3 separate regions of the Pan troglodytes genome follow, and regions 1 and 2 are each linked to region 3. Evidence: chromatin contacts called from public Hi-C data. All regions are on one chromosome and are shown on one strand. Each heading gives the region's core, a stretch centred on a gene start, on an enhancer-like site or on the middle of the called end of the contact. The rest is flanking DNA. Distances are from core to core; before and after follow the strand shown. Region 1 has its middle 31 kb from the start of APOL3. Region 2 has its middle 35 kb from the start of RBFOX2. Region 3 overlaps RBFOX2 (RNA binding fox-1 homolog 2).

Region 1 (3,742 bases), core at 443-2,942, 190 kb before region 3:
CTAGGCATGGTCTTGCTTTGTCACCCAGGCTGGAGTGCAGTGGCATGAACACAGCTCATTGCAGCCTTGACCTCCTGAGCCCAAACAGTCCTCCCATCCCAGCCCAGCCCAGCAAATAACTGGGATGACTGGCATGTACCACCAAGACTCACTAATTTTTGTATGTTTGTAGAGATGGGGTTTCACCATGTTGCCCAGGCTGGTCTCAAACTCCAGAGCTCAGGTGATCCGCCTTCCTCGGCCTCCCAAAGTGCTGGAATTACAGGCATGAGCCACCGTGCTCTGCCTAATTGTATTTTATTATACTAAATGCAGTTTCTTTTGCCTTCTGTATCTTTTCAAACCCTGGGTGGTATTCCCCCAGCAAGAGTGAATCCTAGTTTACCTACTACCTATGCCTGTATGCTTACACTTTCACTGAATTTCTTTAAATTTTTAAATAATATTAGGAAGAAAATTGGGCTGATGAGCAGCTCTTGGGGCACTAGAGGCCTCCTGGGTAGCTGTCATGCCTTGAACGTCTCTTGGGCCTGCCTTCTCCAGCCTCCAGTGAGCACGAGGTCTGCATTGGCAAACAGATGTCCACTGTCCTGGGGACAAGAAAGGTGTGAGTCCTCCATGGCAAACAGAGAAGGAAGCAGATGTCTCCTTTCCTGAATCAGCTTATTGGGATAAACAAGAAACCCACAGAGGCTTTCTCACCAAGGCCAGCGTGTTTAATAGGCCTGCATCTCACCTCTGAGGATCACAAAGTGTGTGAGCAGCGTTCCAGCAAGGAGGCACTGATGCTCATGAGGATTCTGAAACCTCTGATCGCTGTTAGGAAATGCTCTTGACCCATGAGTGTTCCTCTTTCAAGATCCTCCAGCATTGCCAACCCGTCCAGCAAGAAGGGGAGAGATCTCATAGCAGGGGGGCTTGACTAAATTTGAGGAGTCGAGGAAGTGACGTTTCAGCTAAGACTTTTTTTTTTCTTTGAGATGGGATCTTGCTCTGTTGCCCAGGCTGGAGTGCAGTGGCTCAATCCTGGCTCACAGCAACCTCTGCCTCCCGGGTACAAGCGATTCTCCTACCTCAACCTCCCCAATAGCTGGGAGTACAGGTGCCCGCCACCACGCCCAGCTAATTTTTGTATTTTTAGTAGAGACAAAGTTCCACCATGTTGGCCAGACTGGTCTCAAACTCCTGACCTCAAGTGATGCTCCCGCCTCGGCCTCCCAAAGTGCTGGGATTACAGGCGTGAGCCATTGCGCCCTGCCTCAGCTAAGTCTTCAAGATCGGCCAAGGGATGAAGAAGGTTGGGGAGAAGATCGGGGATGAAGAAGGTTGGGGAGAAGAGCGGTGATGAGGGGAGCCCAGCTGCAGGCCGCATATTCAAAGACTTGTGGCTGGGAGGGAGGTCCGGAGAAGAACTGAGTTCTAGAATCTGAAAGAAGGCTAGCATGGGTCAGAATGGAAACTAACCAGACCACAGTGTCAGCCACTCAAGCTCCCCCAGCCAAGCCTCGTGCTGAATTTTGAGGGCTGCAGTAGAAAAGCGGGCTCACTGCGAGCCCTGCGTGTTGCCAACAGCCTCGGCAGAGCCAGGAGGTGGCGCTGTCGGCACACGCATCGTGCTGTCGGCGCTGCGCAGCCGCAGCCCGGGACCTTGGAGGACAGGCGGTCGGAGCTGCTGCTGGTGACGTCAGCAGTTTTACAGAGGCACAAAGCCGGAGCAGAAGAGTAAATGTCTGCACCAGGAAGGAGCCAGGGAGGCCAAGTTGAGAGCACTTCAGAAGAAGTGAATAGGTTCAGGAATCCAGCAGCGCCGGAGGGGTGGAGCCAGGGAAATACGACTCTGTGACAGTTTTGCTCATGAAGTGGAGTGCCAGGAAAACAGCGTCTGGCCGGGCGCGGTGGCTTACTCCTGTAATCCCAGCACTTTGGGAGGCCCGGGCGGGCGGATCGCTTGAGGTCAGGACCAGCGTGGCCAACATGATGAAACCCCGTCTCTACTAAAAATACAGAAATTAGCCGGGCGTGGTGGTGCGCGCCTGTAATCTCAACTACTCGGGAGGCTGAAGCAGGAGAATCGCTTGAACCCGGGAGGCAAGTCAGCTGAGATTTTGCCGAGGCGCAATCAGCCCAGATCATGCCACTGCACTCCAGCCTGGGTGACAGAGCAAGACTCCGTCTCAAAAAAACAAACAGAAAAAAAACACAGCGTCCAGGCAGCTCCACCTTCCATGTTGAAAGCCTGTGACTGCCACATTCTAGCGGGACTGGCTTGTTTGCCTGCTGAACGGAATGGCCCCGGGGTCTGTCTGGGTCTGGGTCCAGATGAGAAAGGCGCCCAGCCTTCCTCTGGCCCCAGCCCTGCACATTGACCAAGGATGGGTGGCCCTCCATACCAGGCACCCCTGGCTCCTCCTCATTCCCCTCTGGCTTCTCCCTTCCTCCTACCGCCATGCTGATCCTCCATCTGTCTGGCTCTGGGCAGTGGTTTTCAAAAGCACTGTGGTGGTAGTCACTGGGGCTGTTGGCCACATTTGTCTGGCTTTTCCCCTTTCCAGATGCACGGTGGGATTATTCTTCCTGGTCTCCTTATGGTTGGGTGGGAATATGTAACCAGTTCTGGACAAAAGAGTTTTGAATGGAAATAATATGTGTCGTTTCTAAGCCACAGCAATGAATGCTGATATAAGACCCTTTTCCTCTACTGTGGCAACCAGCAATCTTCCAGAAAGTGGTTGCTCCATGATACTGAGTCCAGGAGGGAAGACAACCAGAGCAGAGATGCACCTGCCCCATGATGGACATGTAGCGTGAGCAAGAAGTAGCCTTTGCTGTTGTGAACCACTAAGATCGGGGGCTTGCTTTTTGGTGGTTTTTGTTTGTTTGTTTGGTTGGTTTTTTTGTTTAGTTTTGTTTTGTTTTTTGAGACAGAGTTTCGCTCTAGTAGCCCAGGCTGGAGTGCAATGGCGCGATCTCGGCTCACTGCAAGCTCCACCTCCCAGGTTCAAGCGATTCTCCTGCCTCAGCCTCCCAACTAGCTAGGACTACAGGCGTGCACCACCATGCCCGGCTAATTTTGAATTTTTAATAGAGACAGGGTTTCACCACGTTGGTCAGGCTGGTCTCAAACTCCTGACCTCAGGTGATCTGCCCGCCTCGGCCTCCCAAATTGCTGGGATTACAGGCGTGAGCCACCATGCCCAGCCTGGGGGCTTGTTTTTTTACTGCAGCATAACCTAGACTATCCTGGCTGATATAAGCAAAGCTCCTGGAAATCAGGAAGCTGTTTGTAGAACACTATGAAAGGTACACAGCTTTAAATCCTTAGATAAACTAGAATTGTTATTAACAATGAGTATCACTTATTGACCAGGCGTGGTGGCTCACAACTGTAATCTCAGCACTTTGGGAGGCTGAGGCAGGCGGATTGCCTGAGGTCAGGAGTTCAAGACCAGCCTGGCCAACATAGTGAAACCCTGTCTTTACTAAAAATATAAAAATTAGCCAGGTGTGGTGGCACACGCCTGTAATCCCAGCTACTCGGGAGGCCCAGGCAGGAGAATCATTTGAACCCAGGAGGTAGAGGTTGCAGTAAGCCGAGATCATGCCTCTGCACTCTAGCCTGGGCGACAGAGTAAGACTCGGTCTCCAAAATAAATAAATAAATAAATAAATAAATCAATGAGTATCACTTATTGAGCACCTACTACGTGTCAGGTATTATACAAGGTATACTAGGTTTTTTGGC
Region 2 (4,198 bases), core at 1,097-3,596, 140 kb before region 3:
CTGAACTAAATTTCTTTATTGATTCTCCATTGCTGTTGATGATGGAAATGTAATCTCAGTCAATTTGGGATTTTCCTACCCTCCTCAGGGTTGCAGATGGCCGTTGAGGGACTCACAAGGGACTCAGATTGAGCCAAGTCCTAGGAGAGGTGTCATAAACGCCCCCTGGGCATCTGCCTGCTCTTGGGTCATTGCATCAGTCAGGGGTCAACTAGAGAAATTAAAGACACAGAACAAATAGGAGATATATGATATATGTATGATTTTATATTCTCTCTCCCTCTCTCTCCATATATACATGTATTTGGGGAGGGGGGTGGGGTGAGGGTGTAAGTGTGATTATTGCAAGGAATTGGTTTATACACACAGGGCTGGCTAGGCAAGTCCGAAATTTGTAGGGCTGGTTGTTAGGAAGGCTGGAACTCTTCAGCACAAGCTGAAATTGCTATTGGCTGGCAGAATTTCTTCCTCTTCAAGGGCACCTCAGTTCTACCCATAAAGTCTTTCAGACTCACCCAGATTATCTGGGATAATCTCCCTTACTTGAAGTAAACTAATTATAGACAAATCACATCTACAAAATGCCTTCAAGCAACATCTAGATTAGTGTTTGAGGCTAGGCATGGTGGCAGATCACTTGAGCACAAGGGTCAGAGGCCAGCCTGGGCAACATGGCAAAACCCTGTCTCTACAAAAAAATACATTAGCCAGGATTTGTTCATTTAATTATTATTTTTTAAACTAAAAGAAAAAATAGATTAGTGTTTGATCAAATAACAGGAGACCATAGTTTAGCCAAGCTGACACATAAAACTGACAAACTGACACAAAACAGACCTTGGTCAATTTGAAATCTCTGATGTGCCCCACTCCACACCCCCACCTCCTGGGCCAGCCGCGTCCTCACCGCCCAGCACAGTGCGGGGGTGGGGAGGAGCACAGGGACCACCACTGGGTGGCCTGTCTTTCTTTCTTTTTTTTTTTTTTTTTGAGACAGAGTCTTGTTCTGCCACCCAGGCTGAAGTGCAGTGGGATGATCTCGGCTCACTGCCACCACTGCCTCCTGGGTTCAAGAGATTCTTCTGCCTCAGCCTCCTGAGTAGCTGGGATTACAGGTGCCCACCACGACTAATTTTTGTATTTTTAGTAGAGATAGGGTTTCGCCATGTTGGCCAGGCTGGTCTCGAACTCCTGACCTCAGGTAACCCGCCCACCTCAGCCTCCCTAAGTGCTGGGATTAAAGGCGTGAGCCACCGCGCCAAGCCGGGTGGCCTGCGTTTCTATCCCATTCTGCTATCCCTAGCAGGGAGACATCGCCAAGTTACCTAACCTCCCTTTGCCTCAGTTTCCTTACTGTGCAACGGGGATAATCATAGTCTCCACTTCCTATGGTTGTTGTGAGGAACAAATCGGCAGGAACAGGGAAAAAGCGCTTAGAACAGTGGCTGGCAGGGCTCAGTCAATATTCTCTCATCCTGCTCCCGCTCCACTCCGGGTGTAGGGGTCTTCCGGGGTCATCGAGATCTCTGCTCTCAGATATCCACATGTAAGGGAGATCTTACAGGGAGATCTTTCCCTGCCCCCTGCGCATAGCTAGACAAGCGGGGTGGCCTGGAGAAGAGACCGCGCAGCACGTGGGCTGCGGACCCCGAAATCGCCCTGGCCGTGCGCGCGCGCCCTCTAGAGGACGTCAGGGGAACCTCCTGTGAAGGAGAAACTACGATTGTTGGGGACCCTGGCAACTTTGCTGGGGAACAGAGAGTTACATAAAGGGAAGGCCTTTTCTTGTCCCTCTCACTTCAAAAGATACCTTTAATAGGCACGTCCTGGGCTCCCACAGCTCTCAACCGAGAGGGAGGCGCGCCACGGTCTATTGACACCCGGGGGACGGCGCCAGCAGGGGCGGCCTCCAGGGGGCGCCACGGAGCTGCTGCTCCGGCCGCTCGAGAGCAGTGGGCGGCGGGACTCAGGCCGGTGCCCGCGCCACTGGGCGTTCTTGGAAAACACTGATTTCCTGCCATGAAATGGGCGGAGACCTCGAGAGTTTGCAATCCGGGGTATTGCTAGGGCTGTGACTCCATTTGCGCTGCCAGCCGGAGGGACATCAGTCACGTGACCGCGTTCTGCCTGCAGGACCCGCTGTGAGCTCCTCCGAGCCAGGCTTCTACCTCCGCCTCCCTCGCTTGATTCCCGGACGAGTATGTCTTTAGATTTGGTCGTGCCTGTCTCCTCCCTTCTCCCTGATGCCCCAGAGGGAGCTTTAATTAGTCTCAGTGCTGCCTGACTGGAAAGAAGTCCGATGGTGAAAGGCCCCTGCTGTCAAATTATCTGGGATCCCAGCCTGGCCTGTCTGCTGATGTGGCATGTTATATGTCGCAGTGGTTGACGCTGGCCACAGCAGGCTGGAGGGAAAGGAGAGGATCAGGACAAAAAGTGACACCTCGTGAGGGTTTGTGAATTCTTGCCCCTTTACTAACGTCCCAGCCAGGGTTTCTGGACCAAACTGGTGCTCTCAGACTCTGAAATCCTGCCTCAGAGGTGAAGAGGCACCCCCTGTCCCCTGCCCCTACAGGCCTCTCCGTGGGTTCATTGGAACTTCACGCACGTAGGGCCCCAAGGCTCCCTGCAAGCTGGAAGAGAAGCAGGCGAGGGTCAGGGAAGGAGCTTGAGTTTTGGAAAAAAGCAGACTTGAGACCGGGACTCGAATCTTGTTCCTGCTAATAACTGGACCCTGGATAAATTCTTAAGTTCTATAAGCCTCAGATTCCTCATCTGTAAGATAAGCATCATAATTCCTACTTCTCAGGATTAAAGAAAATATATGGGAAGTGCCTAGCACAGAACCTAGCATGTAGTGAATAGCTAATAAATATGTGTTGAAGAAATGAATTAGCTAACTAATTAAGTCAATAATCAATGAATATTCTAAGTAGTAGAATCTCAAGCTCACAGACCCATAGAACTGGAAGCATCTTAGAGATCACGGTCCAACCCCTTTATACTAGATGTTTAGAGTACTTCCAGATCCAAGTATCATGGCAGAGTGGTTAAGAATGTGGACTAGGCCAGGTGTGGTGGTTCACACCTGTAATCCCAGCACTTTGGGAGGCCAGGGTGGGTGGATCACCTGAGGATTTCGAGACCAGCCTGGCTAACATGGCAAAACCCCGTCTCTACTAATAATATAAAAATCAGCCAGATGTGGTGGCACACGCCTGTAATCCCAGCTACTCGGGAGGCTGAGGCAGGAGAATTGCTTGAACCTGGGAGACTGAGGTTGTAGTGAGCCAAGATCAAGCCATTGCACTCCAGCCTGGGTGACAAGAGCGAAACTCCATCTCCAAAAAAAAAAAAAGGAGAGAGAGAATGTGGACTATAGGGCCAAGCTGCTTTGGTGCAAACTCTTGCTCTGATGCTAACTAATGTGTGATCTTGGGCAAGTTATGTAATCTCTCTTTGCCTCAATTTCCTCTTCTGTAAAATGGGGATAATGGCATCTGCGTCCTAGGTTGCTGGAAAGAGAAAGAATAAGAGAATACCTTAAAAAACACCTAAGGCAGTACATGTTAACTATTGTATCAGGTGCCATCAGGGATTATGTCAGGCTCCCATCGTCTTGTCCAAAGATTAGTGGTATTCAACTTTTTTCAAACAAAAACGTATGTAAATGTCAAATTATTCATCCATTGGTTCAAAATAAATGTTGAGTATCTGCTCTGGGCTAGGGCTCGTTCTAGGTATTGAGGAATACAAACTAAGCGTCTCTATTCTTATAGAGCTTACATGCTACTGGAGGGGAACATAAAATATACAAACAAGTGAAAATAAATCCGTAACACATCAGGTTGTGATGAGGGCTAACCAGAAGAGTAAAGCAGGATAAAGAGAGATGCAAATAGGAAATGTGTACATGGGTTCAGGGAAGCCCTCTCTGATAAGGAGACAGTTGAGCAAAGATCTGAAGCAAGTAGGAGAGTAATCAGTGTTGATATCTGGAAGGAAGAGCAATCCAGGCAGGGGGAACAGCCAGTGCAATGGCCCTGAGGTAGGAGTGTGCTTAGCATAGTCAAGGACAGCATGACTGGAGGAGAGGGAGCAAGGGAGAGGGCGGTAGATGAGGTCAGAGAGGTAGTCAAGGATGGTGAGAAGTGGTTGGATTATGGGAACATTTTAAAGATGGAGGTGGCCAGGCATGGTG
Region 3 (4,283 bases), core at 912-3,411:
AGGCTCAAAGGGATTAAGTCATTGTCCAAGGCTATGTAGTTGTTAATGAGTGAATCTGGGTTTTAAAATAAATGTGTTAAATTCCAGGGTTGATATTTGCACTGGGCATTTATTTACTTTTACTTGAATTTTTTTTTTTTGCATTTTACTTGCATGCTTAATTTTTCTTTGCTCAGCAGCAAACATTATGTTCCCCACTTGCTTCCCTATTTACTAAGGGGTGATAGTTATGTGTTATATATCTATAGTCCTGTATAGTTTACAGGTATTGCTGTAATACCTGTAATGGGTATTGCTTTCATACCCATTCTCATTTGATCTTTGGTAAGACCCCAGTGAGTCTTTATTATTTGGGTTGGGGGGAAGGGTTTTAATCTCCATTGGCAGATGAGGAAATCAAGATTTGCAGTTTCCTGAGAGATTTGCCAAGGGTGGTAATAAGTGGCATAAAATTGGCTTTTTAAAAAAAACCAATTCCTTGGCCACAATTTATTTAAAAGGCAAATGGAATGGTCCTCCTAGAAAAGATTTGGAAGTTAGCCAGATGTGGTGGTGTGCACCTGTAGTCTCAGCTACTCTAGAGGCTGAGGCAAGAGGATGGCCTGAACCTAGGAGTTCGAGGCTTCAGTGAGCTGACTGTGCCAGTGCACTCCAGCCTGGGCGACAAAAGACCCTATCTCTAAAACAATATGGAAGTGTAAGAAGTTGGGGAAATAAAAGGAAAAAGAAAAAAGAAAAAAAAGATATGAAAGGCCTGGAGCCCTTTCCCCCATAAGGCTCTGCTGACTGGAAGACAGTTTGAAAACCAGTGAGGAATGATCAAAGAACTCTGGTGTCAGACAGACCTGAGTTCAAATTCCAGTTTGGACTGATACTTAACTTCCCTTAGGCTTACTTCCTCATTTGTAAGATGGGATGCTTTTATAGGATTGCTGATAAGTATTAGCCAAAAAACATGCCAGAAATCTAGCACAGTACCTTCAGCTTCTGTGGATGCAAGGGGAGTGTGTTAGGCAGTGTAGGCTGACCCCTCACCACGTGCAGGACTCACACTAAATGTTGGGGGAAGTCATTGCTAAGACAGAGCCATAGGACTTCAAACCCAGCACTTCATACCTGACTGAAGGTTCAGGTGTCACATTTATCAATAGTTTAAAACAGGAGGGGGCAAACTTTCTGTAAAGCATCTGAGAGCATCTGGGCCATATGGTCTCTGTTAGAGCTACTCAGGAACTCTGGCACGGTAGCAGGGAAGCAGGCTTAGATTATAGTAAACAAAAGATTGTGGCTCTATTCTAGTAAAACTTTATTTGTGGGTACTGAAATTTTAATTTCATATAATTTTTATATGTCATGAAATGTCGTTTTTCTTTTGATTTTTTCTTTCAGTCATTACAAGATGTAAAAGCTATCTTAGCTGGTAGTCTGTGTGTGGGTTCTACAAAAACAAGTAGCCCATAGACCAAAGTCCTGATTTAGACATGTCTAGTTTTTTTTTTTTTTTTTTTTTAAATGGAGTCTAGCTCTGTCACCCAGTCTGGAGTGCAGTGGCGCAATCTTGGCTGACTGCAACCTCTGCCTCCCAGGTTCAAGCAATTCTTCTGCCTCAGCCTTCTGACTAGCTGGAAAATTAGCCACCATGCCCGGCTGATTTTTGTATTTTTAGTAGAGATGGGGTTTCACCATGTTGGTCAGGCTGGCCTCGAACTCCTGACCTCGTGATCTGCCCACGATGGCCTCCCAAAGTGCTGGGATTACAGGCATGAGCCACCATGCCCGGCCTTATCAGTATTCTTAATACCAACAGAGTTTCACATTGTATTTGACACTATTTACAAACTCAGTTTATTCCCTCTGTGTGAATACTAGCCATTTCTAAAATGAAATGCAATTGTGATTTAAATTTCACATATCATTATGCTAAATGCTGTTCACTTTTTGTTCCATGGTCCTGAAACAATTAACCTGTTTGGAGATAAGCTGCAGATACAAGCACACAGAGAAGGGGACTTAGGAAAGCTGGAGGAAGGAAAGGTCTGTCTTGCCTACATATGGGCTTAGGAAAATTTTCTAACTGGAAACCTTGCCTCAAGTCTGAGTCACACTAGAGGGACTCTTGGCCCTAGGGTGGGAGGAGAAAAGGGAGGGAAGGAAGTGGCTATGTCAGTTTTTGTCAACAGAGGGCACCCAGAGCAAAGCAAGTGTTCTGTGACACAACAGAATCTGCCCCTCTGCCCCAGATGAATTTACCAGACAGGCACAGAACTTCTTGCAGTGGATTCTCTTGTCCATCTCTTCATTTGTCTGATCTGTGTCTGCATTCTCATGTTTTCTCCCATGCTGGAACCAGAATATTCTAAATGCAGTGTTAATAATTGTTATTTGCTGACTGCTTTAAGTGGAAGACCAATTCCCTCAATGTGCTGGGGTGAATTATCCCATGTTGTAAGGTTGGCCTTTTGGGTGGATGTGCAGTATTAGCTTCTAATTTAATTCAGTATCCAGTGAGCATGTATTCCTGAAATACTTTTGATGTGAAAGAGCACTTCATACCTGTATAACATGTTGTAAGAAGACTTTGTAAGTCTTATTGCCTAGAGCAGTATCCTCAAAGTGTGGCTTCAAATCCAGCCGCATCAGCATCACCTGGGAACTTACCTTTATTCATGGTCTCTGCCTCTTCCCCAGACTTACTGAATCAGAAACTCTGAGGATGGGGTCCAGTAATCTGTTTTAACATGCTTTGGTAATTCTTATACACACTCAACTTGAGAACCACTGTCATAGGGTAAAGGAGTGGAAGAGTTAAGGGCACTGGTATTTATGGAAGACTATGTGCCAAGTACTTGGCTAGGAGTTTCCTCTTCATTTTCCACATGAGAACAGCAAGCCTTAAAAGCATTAAGTGATGTGCCAAAGTCGTACATATAATAAGTGGTAGAATAGGGATTTGAACCCTGGTTTTTCTGACTCCTGAGCCATACTATAGTGGCTGGTAAGAAAATGCTAAGAGGCATTGCAATCTTTAAATTAATTCTTTTTTAAAAGTCCTTAAAATATTTTTTTAAAACAAAAGTAATTTGCATTCATTGAAGAAAATTTAGAATATACAGCAGATCAAAAGAATAGAATAAAATCTGCCTTAATATATTTAACTTTATCTTAACGTTTTGTTGTTGATTATCTTGTTTCAGCGTAACTCTGTTTGCATATATACACATTTTAAAATTCCTTACCAGATGTCAATCATATTCTGTAAACTTTTGTAAAATGCCTCCAGCTCAGCCCTACTGTATTATAAACATCGTTTCATGCCATTAGCTATGTCTGCTGCATCATTTCATGGCTGCCAAGTAGTACCTTGTAAGGTTGTAAGCTTTTTTATCATAATTCTTTCTAAAGTCCGTCTTGTTTTGATTTCATGATATGCTTTTAGGAAGAATAGGATACTGAGTGCTTTGGTACTGTGGGTAAACAATTTGTCCAGAGTGGCTTAAAGTATAAAATTAAGGCAGTAAGCAGATTTTGGTTGAGAAGGGGACATGGAACTGGAAAGGCAATACTAAACATGTTTGAGGTTAAAGTGAGCCCAGAAATAAGAAAACAAATTGAAGTAAAAAAGCCAAAGTATCAGGAATAGACTGGGATCTGTGAGTTAGATGGGTTAGAACAAATAGGAATACTGATGGTGAACAATTTGATGGCGCCAACAGCCTGCTTTTATTGTTGGCTTTTTGACATAGAGGCTGAGCTGCCGAATGACAGCATGAGAAAAACTGGGCATAAGACTTCCATAAATAGCAGTTATTATTTATTGAGGACCTTCATGACCAGGCATCATATTAATCATTTAATTTTTATAATAACCACATGCAATTAGATACATTAGTTTTCCCCATTTTACAGCAGTGGAAACTGACAGTGACATTTAAAGTAACTTGGCCAAATGCTTTGATTGGAACCAAATTAGTTAAAACTCCCAAACCTGTGCTTTTGTGCGGTCGTTTATCCTCATTCTTTTTTTCATGGTGTGGCAGGTGTTTAGCCACTATTCTGTGTATATGTATTGTTTTACTATGTGAGCTGGGACAGAAGGAGACTAGGTGTGTAAGAAAGGACACTAAAGTCCACTAGAGTGGAGGTGGACTTGAAGAACAAAACAAAACTAATAGCCCAGTCGTTTTCGTAGGAAAGGTGTAAACCTGAGCTAGATAGTGCAGTGAGCAGAGGATGGGAATAGCAAAGTGAATCATTGATAGGAAGGAGCAGGAAGGCATTTGGAA

Evidence for each region. A called contact is a pair of places that touch in the nucleus more often than the background predicts.
Region 1: a Hi-C map of stem cell-derived neural progenitor cells shows a contact between it and region 3, with 4 times the contacts expected there. The contact joins two enhancer-like sites. A contact is called at or near these places in 4 of 7 Hi-C or Micro-C datasets (blood, induced pluripotent stem cells and stem cell-derived neural progenitor cells) and 1 of 1 other capture datasets (stem cell-derived neural stem cells).
Region 2: a Hi-C map of stem cell-derived neural progenitor cells shows a contact between it and region 3, with 3 times the contacts expected there. The contact joins two enhancer-like sites. A contact is called at or near these places in 1 of 7 Hi-C or Micro-C datasets (stem cell-derived neural progenitor cells) and 1 of 1 datasets of contacts at active chromatin or transcription factors (stem cell-derived excitatory neurons).

Annotation. Positions count from the first base shown.
Region 1 is chr23:38,205,476-38,209,217 of NHGRI_mPanTro3-v2.0_pri, reverse strand. No RefSeq gene overlaps it. Among named protein-coding and RNA genes, the nearest start is that of APOL3, 31 kb to the left of the region's middle. Within about 2 kb of position 1,692, at least 11 of the 24 cell types and tissues checked have an H3K27ac peak or open chromatin away from gene starts, as enhancers often do. A contact at or near this core is called in stem cell-derived neural progenitor cells, where this site is marked.
Region 2 is chr23:38,160,204-38,164,401 of NHGRI_mPanTro3-v2.0_pri, reverse strand. No RefSeq gene overlaps it. Among named protein-coding and RNA genes, the nearest start is that of RBFOX2, 35 kb to the right of the region's middle. Within about 2 kb of position 2,346, at least 22 of the 24 cell types and tissues checked have an H3K27ac peak or open chromatin away from gene starts, as enhancers often do. A contact at or near this core is called in stem cell-derived neural progenitor cells, where this site is marked.
Region 3 is chr23:38,018,604-38,022,886 of NHGRI_mPanTro3-v2.0_pri, reverse strand. All of the region lies in intron 2 of RBFOX2 (RNA binding fox-1 homolog 2), which reads left to right. It also overlaps the pseudogene LOC129138400. Among named protein-coding and RNA genes, the nearest start is that of RBFOX2, 110 kb to the left of the region's middle. Within about 2 kb of position 2,161, at least 2 of the 24 cell types and tissues checked have an H3K27ac peak or open chromatin away from gene starts, as enhancers often do. A contact at or near this core is called in stem cell-derived neural progenitor cells, where this site is marked.